Linked DNA regions of Sus scrofa: region 2 is linked to region 1. A link is a contact called in public HiChIP or PLAC-seq data. All regions are on one chromosome and are shown on one strand. The core of a region is the stretch at or near the end of the contact, and the rest is flanking DNA. Distances in the headings are between cores, read along the strand shown. Region 1 overlaps LRRC36 (leucine-rich repeat-containing protein 36). Region 2 overlaps ATP6V0D1 (V-type proton ATPase subunit d 1).

What was found. HiChIP or PLAC-seq counts read pairs in DNA pulled down with a chosen protein or histone mark.
Region 2: a contact with region 1 is called in an H3K27ac HiChIP or PLAC-seq map of alveolar macrophages. The contact joins two enhancer-like sites. A contact is called at or near these places in 3 of 47 Hi-C or Micro-C datasets (embryonic fibroblasts, retroperitoneal adipose tissue and subcutaneous adipose tissue) and 1 of 2 datasets of contacts at active chromatin or transcription factors (alveolar macrophages).

The regions. Positions count from the first base shown.
Region 1 is chr6:28,026,847-28,033,682 of Sscrofa11.1, reverse strand. It overlaps LRRC36 (leucine-rich repeat-containing protein 36), which reads right to left. Exons shown (of 14, transcript XM_021094075.1): 9 at 4,108-4,273; 10 at 2,468-2,613; 11 at 496-619. Among named protein-coding and RNA genes, the nearest start is that of TPPP3, 21 kb to the left of the region's middle. Within about 2 kb of position 4,277, at least 1 of the 83 cell types and tissues checked has an H3K27ac peak or open chromatin away from gene starts, as enhancers often do. A contact at or near this core is called in alveolar macrophages, where this site is marked.
Region 2 is chr6:28,107,698-28,114,337 of Sscrofa11.1, reverse strand. All of the region lies in intron 1 of ATP6V0D1 (V-type proton ATPase subunit d 1), which reads left to right. Among named protein-coding and RNA genes, the nearest start is that of ATP6V0D1, 21 kb to the left of the region's middle. Within about 2 kb of position 3,142, at least 16 of the 83 cell types and tissues checked have an H3K27ac peak or open chromatin away from gene starts, as enhancers often do. A contact at or near this core is called in alveolar macrophages, where this site is marked.

The DNA of each region.
Region 1 (6,836 bases), core at 3,028-5,527:
GGATGGAATTAAATGACTGTATATATCTGCCAAAACTCATCAAGCTTAAAATGTATTTATGCACTTTGTTGGAATATAAATAATTTTTTAAAAATCAAGACATAAATGTTAAATTTGAGTTAAAAATACGTGTAGGGTATGATGAAAAAGTATACCAAAAACATTAATAGTAGTTATTGCTGGGTAGGGAGTTATGCTTTCCTTATATTTTTCAAACTTTCTGTAAATAATACCATTGTCTGCTATAATAAGAAAAAACAAGTGTCCTTCTCAAAAATAATGACAATAATAACAACATTTGCAAATGCTTTACACTGATGAAAGAGTAAACTCTTTTGCTCTGGTAACTCAAGCTACCTGCATTACTACTCTGTGAGGTAAGATGGTTTCCATTTCAGAAGCCATGAGAACTCTGGATGACGAAGCTTATTAAATGGGTGATCTATAAACAAAAGGTTGTCTTGGGACACACCACACACGTTTTCCTGAACTTACCATAACTGTGGGACTGGTGCCCACTCACAACTGAGGTGGCAGTACCTTCCTCTAAGTGCTGGATTTTTTCTGACAAAATGAGGTTTTCCTCCAACACTCTGACCAGTTTCTGCTTCAAACTTTCCTTTATATTAGAAAACAAAACACAAACACACTAAAAATGAAAAATTCTGAATGGAGGTCAGCATCTCTCTCACTAGAATTTTTGTCTTTTTTTTTAGGGCCCCACCCATGGCATATGGAAGTTCCCAGGCCAGGGGTCAAATTAGAGCTACAGCTGCCAGCCTATGCCACAGCCACAACAACCCCAGATCCAAGCCACTTTTGCGACCTACACTACAGCTCATAGCAACACCGGATCCTTAACACACTGAGTGAGGCCAGGGATTAAACCCGAGTCCTCATGGATATTAGTCGGGTTTGTTACTAATGACCCAATAGGAACTCCTCTCACTAGAATTTTAATTCATTGGTGAATTTAGCTCAAGTGTAGCAAACAAATTTATCACATGTAATTGTAATCTTTCCTGTGAGTTATCCACTGCTCTTACAGAACAACTGGTCATTTTGACAAGTGGCCAGCTTGTCTGAATCACCTATCTAAAGTTTCTAGAAACTGAACTTGATGTCTGAAAATCCTCTAATGTTAAGAAAGGAGGGTAGGAGTTCCTGTTATGGCTCAGCGGTGACGAACAAGACTAGTATCCATGAGGACTCGGGTTTGATCCCTGGCCTTGCTCAGTGGGTTGAGGATCCAGAGTTGCTGCAAGCTGTGGTGTAGGTCACAGAATCAGCATGGATCCCACATTGCTGTGGCTGTCATGTAGGCCAGGGGCTACAGCTCTGATTTGACCCCTAGTCTGGGAACTTCCATGCGAGTGTGGCCCTAAAAAGGGGGAAAAAAAAAAAAAAAAAGAAAGAAAGAAAAGAAGTGTAAAAAGCCTAAGGATATGAGTCCCTTCTTTCCCTCCCAAAGCCAGCAGCCTGATGCTCTAGGAATGGCCCGTGGTTTAAGGCTCTCTGCTCCATCGGAAGGGAGGAAAGACAATCTCAGAGACATCTAACTTCCCTCATCAGAATCAAACCATAACCTTTAAGAATATGGTCCTGGAGTTCCCGTCGTGGCACAGTGGTTAACAAACCCGACTAGGAACCATGAGGTTTCGGGTTCGGTCCCTGCCCTTGCTTAGTGGGTTAAGGATCTGGCGTTGCCATGAGCTATTGTGTAGGTTGCAGACACGGCTCGGATCCCGAGTTGCTGTGGCTCTGGCGTAGGCCGGCAGCTACAGCTCTGATTCTACCCCTAGCCTGGGAACTTCCATATGCCGTGGGAGCGGCCCAAGAAATGGCAAAAAGACAAAAAAAAAAAAAAAAAAAAAAAAAGAATATGGTCCTAAATATTTTCACTCTAGAGTCTTTTAAAAAATTCTTCCATTATGGAGTTCCTGTTGTGGCTCAGCAGAAACAAATGTGACTAGTATCCATGAAGACACAGGTTTGATCCCTGGCTTCACTCAGTGGGTTAAGGATCTGGTGTTGCTGTGAGCTGTGGTGTAGGCTGCAGACTGGCTTGATCTGGTGTAGCTGTGGTGTAGGCAAGCGGCTACAGCTCTGATTTGACCTCTGGCCTGGGAACCTCCATATGCTGTGGGTGCAGCCCTGAAAAAAAAAAAAAAAAGACAAAACAGCAACAACAAAAGACCAAAAACAAACAAACAAAAATTTTCCATTATAAGCCTTTCCTTAGAATTTTTGGATTAGGGAGTCATCCCTGCAGAACCTCCAAAGTGTCCCCACAAATTTTGTGTTCCTGATTTGCACAGACTGACTTTTCTGCATTTTGGTTCATAAACATTTTGGTGTTCATGGTGATGATGATCTTTATGCCACATGGCACATAGCTGTTCAAGTCTTGCTACCCTGTCCTTTTCTAATAAAGGAAGAGTCGGAAAAGAAGATGAAGACAGCATACCATGTCATTAGGGATGAGCTGCCCAGCCTCCTTCAGTTCCATCTCCTTCCTGCGGAAGGCTTTTGATGTGTCTTCAGGATGTGAGCGACACCACTGCTGAGAAGGAGCAGGGACTACCAAAGTCAGAAGCAGATCTCGGGCAGGACCTGCCAAAAATTGAGGTTGAGCACACAGGCCAATCTTAAAAGCTAAAGCACAGAGTTCCTAGCCAATAACTACCAGTTCTGTAGGACAAATAGGGTAACCTAATATCTCCTTTTTACAAGAATTTAGTAAGTGGCTCTAAGAGATGTTTCATGATGGAGGTAAAAAAAATTATATCCCACATCTATGGAGAAACAACAGCAGACCCTCATGAGTACACATACTGTGCTACTCTCTAATCACTGTTGAGTAACTCCTGGGGATAATTTCCTACAAAACAAGAGCAAAAGATCAATGTGGGAAGGAAAGTAGCTGGGCTAAACTTCTCCTGAATGTCCTTTAGAAATTAAAAAAAAAAAAAAAAATCTGGAGTTCCCGTAGTGGCACAGTGGTTAACGAATCTGACTAGGAACCATGAGGTTGCGGGTTAGATCCCTGGCCTTGCTCAGTGGGTTAATGATCCGGCGTTGCGTGAGCTGTGGTGTAGGTCGCAGACGCGGCTCAGATCCTGCGTTGCTGTGGCTCTGGTGTAGGCTGGCAGCTACAGCTCCGATTCTACCCCTAGCCTGGGAACCTCCATATGCCGCGGGAGCGGCCCAAGAAATGGCAAAAAGACAAAACAAACAAACAAAAAAAAAAACTAAGCCTAAACCACTTTAAAGTTTCTAGTTTTTACTCAGATTTTTACCACTACCAAAGCTCCTTGAATTCTTTTTCTATTAAACAATAAGCACATGGAGACAATATTGCAAAACCATTTACCCCCAAGTTCCTATAAAAGAAGCCCTAAAAAAAGAGTCTAGATAATTCAGTCATTCAAGTTTTTCAAATCAAAACATTTCAATAGGCATCTCAGAACTCCAATAATCAAACCCAATTTCTGTTGTATTTTTATTGGTACTTTCCCAAGGATTATAAAATCGTTCTGTAATTATTAACATGACCATGCTCCATTTTACATCTCATCACTCTTTATATTACTCAAAGATAACCAAAAAAAGCCACAGGAGAAATAAGACAATTGGTGCATGAGGGAAAAGTGCTGATAAAAACAAACCAGGAAAGGAGTTCCCGTCGTGGCGCAGCAAAAACAAATCCGACTAGGAACCATGAGGTTGCGGGTTCGATCCCTGGCCTCGCTCAGTGGGTTAAGGATCTGGCGTTGCCATGAGCTATTGTGTAGGTTGCAGATGCGGCTTGGATCCCACATAGCTGTGGCTGTGGCATGGGCTGGCAGCTATAGCTCTGATTAGACCTCTACCCTGGGAACCTCCATATACCATGGGTGCAGTCCTAGAAAAGACAGAAAAAAAAAAAAACTAGGGAGAAGATTATTAGAGAAATGCAGGTTTGTCAATTACTGTGTTGCTGAGAAATTTTGGTAAGTGATCATGAGAACAATTTTCCCTGCAAGTTAAGGGGGCTGAGTGGCCATTATTGGAACACAGAGCAGAGCAAGGTCTGAGCCCTTCTCCAGGAAGAATGTATTCACTTACCGAGAAACTTCTTGTTGAGGAGAAGGGAGCCAGAGCCATTCCAGTGCTTATCCACAAGCTCCAGGAGCTGTCTGAGAACGGTGGCCACGTGAGAGGTTCTGGTAGAGATCGGGGGACTGTGGTTTCCTGGCAAACCATATAAACTGCCCAGGTCACTAGAGAGAGGCTCAAGGAAAAAAAAAAAGGAACAATTATCATTTGTCATTCTTACACAATAAGGGAAGTAAGAATCCAGACGTTTAAAGTATTGACATTACAAAAAAAATTGGCTTCATCTTTTAGTTTGGATTTGATAGAATATTACTTATGTTTAAGGGAAATACAATAATATACAAAGGATAATTTCAAAGGTAACAGTATCTTCTATCAATTTTTATAGATATTTTCAGAAGAAACAAAAAATGTTTTGACACCTAAGTCTATGGCTCAATGTATTATGTTATATAATATGGGACGATTAAAGTGTAGAACATTTTTTAAGGTGTTATATATAATAAAATAAAATGGAGAGAGTTCCCTGGTGGTCTAGTGGTTAGGATTCAGTGCTGTCACTGCTGCAGCACCAAGATCCCCACATCAAGCTGCTGAACAGCATGGCCAAAAAAAGGGGGGGGTAATTTAATAAAAGTTATAATTCATAAGCTTATATTTAGTATATCAATATATAATGAACATAAATGCCCTATAACATTTAAAATGTTAGATAAATGTTATTGTTGGCACAGTAGTAAAGACTTTTTATTCAGTAAGAATCACACCAATCATGTTCATTAAGAGGGCTATATAAGGATTGTGAACATATGAAAAAGTAAAAGGTCCTTTAAGAAGTTAACCTGATTAGGAAGAAAAGCCATAGAAAGTCTTGTTACACCACAAGCCCACTTTAGAGGATCTTGTAAGAAATGAATATTTACTGTCATTGGTTTTTCATGTATTGGTAACTGTGTGTATATATCATGGAGCAGCTTAGAAACATATATGCCTTTACATATTTTCTTTTATTTATCACAATTTAGTGAGAGTGGGGGATAATTTTTTAATGAACTTTGGGATAATTTTGTTACTTTTTATGAGTTTTAATTTTCAGCAGGCTTTTAAAAATCCTCATGGATTTTTAAAAAGTTAATTTTTATAACTTGTCTATAGTTCCAAAGTCAGATGGTCAAAAATTAATTTTCTAATCATAAATTAATGTTTGGTTTAATTTTCTGTCATGGGTTTTTTTTTGGTTTTTTTTTTTTTGGTCTTTTTGCCTTTTCTAGGGCCGCTCTGTCGGCATATGGAAGTTCCCAGGCTAGGGGTCTAGTCGGAGCTGTAGCTGCCAGCCTATGCCAGAGCCACAGCAACGGCAGATCCCAGCCATGTCTGCGACATACATCACAGCTCACGGCAACGCTGGATCCTTAACCCACTGAGAAAGGCCAGGGATTGAACCCTAGCCTAGTCGGTTCCTAGTCAGATCCGTCAACCACTGAGCCATGACGGGAACTCCATGGGATTATTTTTTTATGATTTTTTTATGACTTTTCTTTTGGCCCACCTGCAGCATGTGGAGGTTCCCTGGCCAGGACTGAATCTGTGCCACAGCAGTGACCCAAGCCACTGCAGTGACACTAAGATCTTTAACCCACTGCATCACAAGAGAACTTTCTTTTTTTTCTTTTTTGTCTGCCCCACTGCATATGGAGTTACCGGGCCAGGGATCAGGTCTGACACAAAGCTGGATCCTTAACCCGCTGTGCCAGGCCAGGGATCAAGCCTGTGTTCCAGGGTGCAGAGGGCCACCAATCCCATTGTGCTACAGCAGGAACTTCGAGAACTCCGAATTTTTCATATTTTTTTTTTTTGTCTTTTGTCTTTTGTCTTTTTGGGGCTGCCACCTGCGGCATATGGAGGTTCCCAGCCTAGGGGTTGAATCGGAGCTGTAGCTGCCTGCCTACACCACAGCTCACAGCAATGCCAGATCCTTAACCCACTGAGTAAGGCCAGGATCAAACTCGCATCCTCATGGATGCTAGTTGGGTTCATTAACCACTGAGCCACAATGGGGATCTCCTATAATTTCTTTTTTTTTAATGGCTGCACCTGCAGCATAAGGAATTTCCTGGGCAGGGATTGAATCTGAGCTGCAGCTGCAACCTATGTGGCAGCTGCAGCAACACTGCTGGATCCTTTAACCCACTGCATCAGCCAGGGACCTAACCCGAGCCTCTGCAGTGACCTGAGCTGCTCTAGTTGGATTCATAACCTACTGTGCCACAGTCAGAACTCACATTTTTTTTTAACTTTTATTTTTTGGCTTTGTTTTTGCCATTTCTTGGGCTGCTCCCTCGGCATATGGAGGTTCCCAGGCTAGGGGTCTAATCGGAGCTGTAGCAGCCGGCCTATACCTGAGCCATAGAATTGCGGGATCTGAGCCATGTCTGCAACGTACACCACAGCTCATGGCAACGACGGATCCTTAACCCACTGAGCAAGGCCAGGAATTGAACCCGCAACCTCATGGTTCTTAGTCGGATTCATTAACCACTGAGCCACGACGGGAACTCCCTCTTTTTAACTTTTAAAATGCTTCTCTGACTTAAACCTTCCTAGAAACTGCACAGTGTATTGCTTTTATATTTATATTCAGGCAGCTCTTTTACAAATTTTCATATAAAGAAATATAGTATCTAATAGGAGAAGAGAAATCGGAATTTTTAAGATAGTCCAGAAAAGTGCATTGAGAT
Region 2 (6,640 bases), core at 1,893-4,392, 82 kb before region 1:
GATCACGTTCAGTCTGGTGCATTACTGCGTCCCCTGCATGGGCCCCATCAGCTCCTTGAGCAGGTGAGGTGAAGGGGTCGAGGGTGCTTTACAAGGCCAGCTTGGATGTTACCGCTCCTGCCACTTCCTGCCTGGCCCAAGCCTCTTGGCTCTACTAGGCGTGGATATGGAATGGATTGACTCTGCTCCTGGCCCATGTTTTTTGGTCTTGTTTCAGTGAGCTGCAGAGAATGGAGCTTCACGCTGAAAATAGGATGGCTCACAGCCCCAAATGAGGCCTGATGCTGGGAGCCCATCCATAGGGCCTAGGTCGAAGCACAATGAGTATTTCCATGGCTTTCATTCTAGGTACTCTGGAGCTGGCAAGATGCTCCAGCCAGGATCCAGCCTCACCTGGCTTAATCTCACTGGGAATAGCAGCCTCTGGGGGCCCTAAAACTGCTTTCCTTCAATTGAAGTGAGCTCTAGCTTTTCTTAGTGTTCTTCCTCCAGGGGACTGTGCATGTGGAAGAGAAGCCCAGCATCAAGGGCAGAGAGGATTGCTCAGATGGTGTGGGCCAGTGGCCCCGGGAGCCAGACATGGGCATCAGCCAGCTTTTGAGAAGCTGCCTGCCACAGCTGGCCTTTCCTGGGCTGCCTGGCACCTGGCCACATCATACCTCTTCTCATTCAATACCCAGGCAGACTTAGATCTTTAGCAAAATGAAAAGAAGCTCTTCCTTCCCAACTCCAGATCCACTCCAGCATGTAGGCTCTATAAGTGGGGGTGGCAAGCCTAGAAAAGAAAATTTGCTCAGGGTCAAAGTACAGGGTAGCAGCGGGGGTGTGGCCCCTGCCTCTCAGGGTGAGGCTGGCTTGCTCGATTCTCAGCCTGGGCTGTGGAGGGGGAGCAGGGGAAGCTGCCCTCCAAGCCCTGTGTGTCTCCTGGGACATGCCAATACCTTTGGGCCCTGGGTGGGGATGTCCTGGTGAGGGGCTCTCCAAGCAGATCTCCACTTGGTCAGAGGAGAACTTCTTGGAACTTGCCCTGGGTGCAGCAGTAACCAGTTCTGCCCCTCCCTTGGCATATGGGACTGTCTACCTGCCTGGCACCCCTCTGACTGTCGGATGGATTGACTTCCTCATGGGCTGTGAGTGATGCTTTCATTCTCCGAGCTACAGGGACGAGGTGTTCCTGAGAGCATGAGGGTAATTAAATGTGCTTCTGCCACCACCTGCCACCTGTCTCGGAGCACAGAGAGGGGTGGTGAACCTGAGTCAGACATCCTGCTGCCTCCTAGACAAGGGGAGTGACACTCCTGCTTATCAGATCCTGTATCTGATATGCTGGTGGGTGGTGTCCCCTATCCCAATATCAGCTGGGCCACCTCTGTGGATCAGTCCCATCCCCCTGCTGTGAATGCCACACCTCACTGAAAGACCTCCAGGATGAAACAAGATGCTGGTCTAGGGACCGAGGAGAACTTGCTGTCCTTTCCCTGCAGGCTCTCTACCTCACGCCAACTGAAACCCAGTAACTTGCATGTGGCTGTGCCAGCAGTAGACTCCAGGTTCTTCCCAAGACCGCTGGCCCGCCAGCCCCGGGGCTTCCCATGGAGCAAGAGCTGCCCTTGGCCGCACCAGCTCCTGCCTGTTCCCGAGGGCCCCAGGGCAGTAGCTCACCGTGTGGCAGATGGTGCAGAGTTGGGTCTTAGCCTCTGTCCCGGTCCCTGGGGTCATTCTGGGCCAAAGCTCTATATGATCCTGCTGGTAGGTGAGGTAAGACATGGGCTTAAGGACAGGAGTCCCAGATTTTGAGCCCACTCTACTTGTCCTTCTGCAACAGACAGCAGTGTGGAGAGCCATGTGTGTGCATGCACGTGCTGCACTAGGGCCCCCACAGCCTCTGTGACCAGGAGAGGACATACCAGAGCCCTGGGGAAGCGTCGGGGCCATGGCAGGAAGCACAGGGGTACCCTGTGGAGAGCTGGGGCTGGGGGGAATGCCTAAACAGAAGCCTGGAGAAGAACACAGACCACCCCACTGGGGCTGAGCTTGTCAGTTGGGGAGCTCCAGGTGGGCTCCCCTTCGCCAGGAGAGAGACCGGTGTGCTGTGCTTAGTTTCCTCTGTGTAACACTTCCTCTGTTCAGTATCTGGGGTGGCTGCCCTGGGAGGCTGGCACTGCAGGGCCTTTTACCAGGCAACCAGCCAAGAGCCTGGGTCCAGAGAGATTCTACCAGCTGGTCAGGGCCAAGCTGTGGGACGGGATTTGAACTCAGATGACTGTGGCCCCAAAGCCCAGAGTCTCTCTCCCCTGCTCCACTCAGCCCCCTTAAGGGGCTGAAACCAGTGATCTGGCAAAATGAGGCTGCACAAGGGGGCTGTGGCTGTGCATGAATCTGTACTGAGACCATGGACATCTCAGTTTGGGGCAAGGGCAGTGCCAAGGCTCTGGATGGGAAATGCTGGGTGGTACCTGAGGGAGGGGAGGATGAGCTTGCGTTTGATAGGAAGAGTTGGAACCTAGGGTTACTCAGGTGAAGTTTGCAGGGAGCCTGTGATAGGCCCTGGAGGCGAGGAGGATGCTTAATTTGTGCTGCAGTTCCCAGGTAAACCCAGGGTTAATGGTTTCCATGCTGTGGCTCCCAAACTGGGAGTTCCAGATGTGGCGTTTGACCCTGCAGAGCCAGCCAGCCAGTGCATATATCTGCTCTGGAGCTGATATGAAGAAAAGAGGTCTCCTCCACCCCCAGAGTCTGAGGAGGAAACAGACATAGTACGCTGGCAGGGGGAGGAGGGGCAGTGGCTCCACTGGGCTGCCAGCCTGCACATCTGTCCACATCTGTCCGTCTGTCTGAATTTCCCTACTTTGAGTCTCTGGAAGTTGCAGCATTAAAGAGGCTCTAGGGTAGAATGAGCACTGGAAGAAGAGTCCCTTCAAAGCAGCCTCCTCAGATGGGCCCAGGGAAGTGGCAGAACAGATCCAGGGTGCTGCTGCCATGGCAGGGAGTGGCAGGATGGGCACGCTAGGCTCTAGGGAGCGTATTTGCACATCTGGTTTCACTCAGCAGGCCTCAATTCCTAAAAACCCCTCAGCTCCCCAGGAGAGCATCGTTGAGTGACCTCTGGAAAAGCAGAAGTGAAGTCTGGGAACACACTGTCCTCTCACACTCTGCCGTGGCCAGCTGGCCAGCAGGGCCCCTCCATGGGCCATGAGGCCACGGGTGCGTCTAGAGCAGGGGGCCGTCCCACCTAGTGTGCTGTGCCAGGAGCTGCCTCCATGCCTGCTGGGCCCCTGGGGCAGCGTGGCATCAACCCCTGGCATGGGCCAAGACCCTCCCTTCCTGCTGTCCTGGGGCCTTTGGGGAGAGGCTGCAGAAGCCTGGGGACTGGAGAGGCCGTGTGCTGCCTGCTTCTGGAAGCCCTGATGGGGCTTAAAAATCACTTTTAGGGCTGGCAGGATCCAGGAATGGCTTCAGGAAGTGGATGGGAGGCAGGCTTGTCCAGCTGTCACCTGTCACAGCCTGGCTGGAGCTGGTTGCCAAGCCCATACTTTGTTCCTCAGAGAACAAAGAGCATTGGACAGGCTAGGGGTCCCCATGCCCTCCTGCTAACCTGGGGCAAGGGTGGTAATAAGAAGGGCTAGCTGGGGCCAAGGTTCTGCTGCTGAGAGGTCCTGGCCCAGAAGACTTGGGTTGGGGGTAGGCAGGCATTGGAAGGACAGGTGCAGCTATGGGGCCAGCTTGAGTCTGGTGTGGCCCTGTGAGCCCTGGCAGGAACAGCCATGCCAGGCGGGTGTGCTGGGCTGCACCCTGCCCAGGCGCCTTCAGAGAGCTCAGCTAGGTCCTGCTGGGGCTGGGGCAGTGGTCTTTGAAAGAGACCACCTCAGGGTGGACAGGGGTGCCCTGTGGTAGACGGAAGGCAGGGTGCTCACTTTCCTGGCTGGGGGTGTGCCCTCCCAACCCAGCCTCTCTGGCCGGGGCAGGGGAAGCAGCCCTGTTTCATGGACTTCAAGGGTTTCTCTCTAGGGCACGCCATGGCCTTGCCTGGGTCCCTTGCAGGGGTCACAGACAGGTCACCCTAGGCAGAGAATGGCACTGGTAGGGCAGAGTCAAAGGCTAAGGCTGAGGCAGTGCTAGGGCTGAGGGTATGGAGCCTCACAGGCTGTGAGTAGGAGGCCAGGCTCCAGCCCTGGGGCTGCAGGGGCTGCTGGGTAAAGGGGACAGAGACACCTTGGAGTTGGAGGACTTCACTCTGGTGACAGTGTGGAGAGTGGACTTGGGAGCAGGGAGCCAAGATGTGGGACAGGAGGCCAGCAAAAGAGCACAGTGGGGGTGAGGAGGCTGGGCGGCCCCGGGAGGTGGAGTTGGGGGCATAGTCACCAGAAACCTTGAGACAGGCAACACTGGGAAGAAGCAGGGGTCTGGGAAGGTCCTGGGTGGGGTTGAGGGGTCCTGAGGAGCAGGCCCAAGGCCCTCAGGGGAGGCTGGAGGCACTGGGAAACTGAGTCGCTGAGTTTCCTCTGAGGAAGGGTTTAGGTCAGACTGCAGAGACAACTTACAGGAGCAGCATCTTCTTGGATGTGAGAAATCAGCCTCTGAGAAGTCTTTTGCTGTGAGAGATCCCAAGCTGGCTAGACATTCCTGGTGCTGGGCCACGGATGGGGGGATTTAGGGTAGACAGCTGGGCTTGTGGGTAGACCAGCACAGTCCCCCGAGTCTGTGCTAACCAGATCACTGCTCAGGCCTCCGCCCAGGCACGTCTGGGGCTCTCAGGGGCTGTCACCGAAGCTTTCAGGCTGCTGAGCTCAGGGAGCAGAGCAGAATTAGCCCCTGCCTTCCCAGAGCCCCTGGCGTCCTTGGCTGCCCTCAGGGGCTGGGCCAGGGCTGGGTGGCCGAGTCTCCCACAAAGCTCTCAACAAGTTCCAGGCCTCCGGTCCTGTGCTCTGATCCCACCCCCAGTCACACCTCCTCCACATCCCTCAGAGAGAATAGGAAGCTGGAGGGGAGGGAGGTGGCTTCTCATGGGCCTGCCCCAGCCCTGAGGACTGTGTAAAGGGCTTGGGGGCTGCCAGCCACTGGGACTGGGCGCCAGGTTTCTCAAACAGGGTCAGAGCTGGTTCAGAAGCCCTGTGTGGTCAGAGCTGAGGGATCGGCTAGCTTGCCTGCCTCCAAGTCGCCTACTTGGCTGGTGGGCTGTCCCCTCTCCCTGGGTCACAGGGAGAAGTAAGGCTTGGCCAGGGAAAGTGGTCTGGAATGGCCCTTTGAAGTTGTCACTGGGGGCAGTTAAAAATGAGTTTCCCGGTAAGGAAGACTCCTTAGGCCTTGGGCAGGATTCTCAGTAGAGTCTCCCGGGTTTGCTCTGATCCGACAAACGCCAGCAGAAACCACCCAGCCGTCTGTGTTCCGGCAGCCAAGTCCCCAGATGCAGTGTCAGCAGAAAGCAGCAGCCAAGGCGCAGGGATGTTTGCTTTAAGGCCCACGCTAGGTCCCAGGGGCGTGGGCGTGCAAAGGGGAGCCCATTCGTCAGCTTTGCCCCTCTCATTCACACGCACTAGCTTCTCTAGGAATGCCTGGCACTGTAAGTGATGCCACAGGGGTTGTCTATGAGTCATGACAAGTCTAGGACCTCTGTCAGGAGGGCAGTGAGTGTCCAGGTTGCCTCTGAAGTTGTGGAGGGGGCCTGCCCTGGCCCCTCTCACCTCTCTGCCACCTGCCAACTCTTCTGGGGCTAAAGTCTGCCTGGGCAGTTGGGTCCATGTTTGAGAGCCCCATCCTGGCCAAGGGCCATGGGAAAATGGTCAGAAGTGTAGCCGGGGAGTTCCCGTTGTGGCTCAGTGGTAACAAACCCAACTACTATCCATGAGAATGCACGGGTTCGATCCCTGGCGAGGGATCAGCAGGTTAAGGATCCTGCATTGCCGTGAGCTGTGGTAAAGGTCACAGATGCAGCTCGTATCCAGTGTTGCTGTGGCTGTGATGTAGGCTGGCAGCTGTAGGTCCAATTCGACCCATAGCTTGGGAACCTCCATATGCCACAGGTGCAGCATTAAAAAAAGAAAAGCAAAGCAAAAAAAAAAAAAAAAATGTAGGGGGTGGGGGAGGAGAGGAGAGGAGAACAGAGTTGGAGATTATGGGAATCCACCAGGCCTGATCCACATTGTGGCCCCTCTACACTTGAATGCGGGACCCTTGGACACTTTTCATGCTCCCTCTAATTTCCCTTTTCTGAGTCTGTGAAATGGGCTTGCTGGGAGGTCCAGCACACAGGTTGCTCCTGGCAAAGGGCTGAGTACTCAGCAGGGCCCTGTAATTTCCAGTAAGAGGGGGTCTTGGCTCCCCATTATGTTGGGGTGCTGACTCCCCCCCTGCCCAGTGCCAGGTATTGGGTGGAGTTGATAGAGCCTGGAGTGGGGAGAGGGTGCTTGGCGGTGGGGGAGTTGTGGAGAGAGCCTTTCCCTGGAGGGCGGCTGTGTGGAGTAAAGGTGAGCCTGGGGGGAGACGTTCCCACTGCTGGAAAACTCGGGCAGCTACGGTGGCAGTGACAGCCTGGCACTTGGGAAGCCTCCTGGTAGCACGTGCAAGGAGGCCTGGGGGAGGCCTGACCCCTGGATCCTTTGGAGGGTAGGAATCAGGAAGTTGCACTGGGGTCCAGGACCTG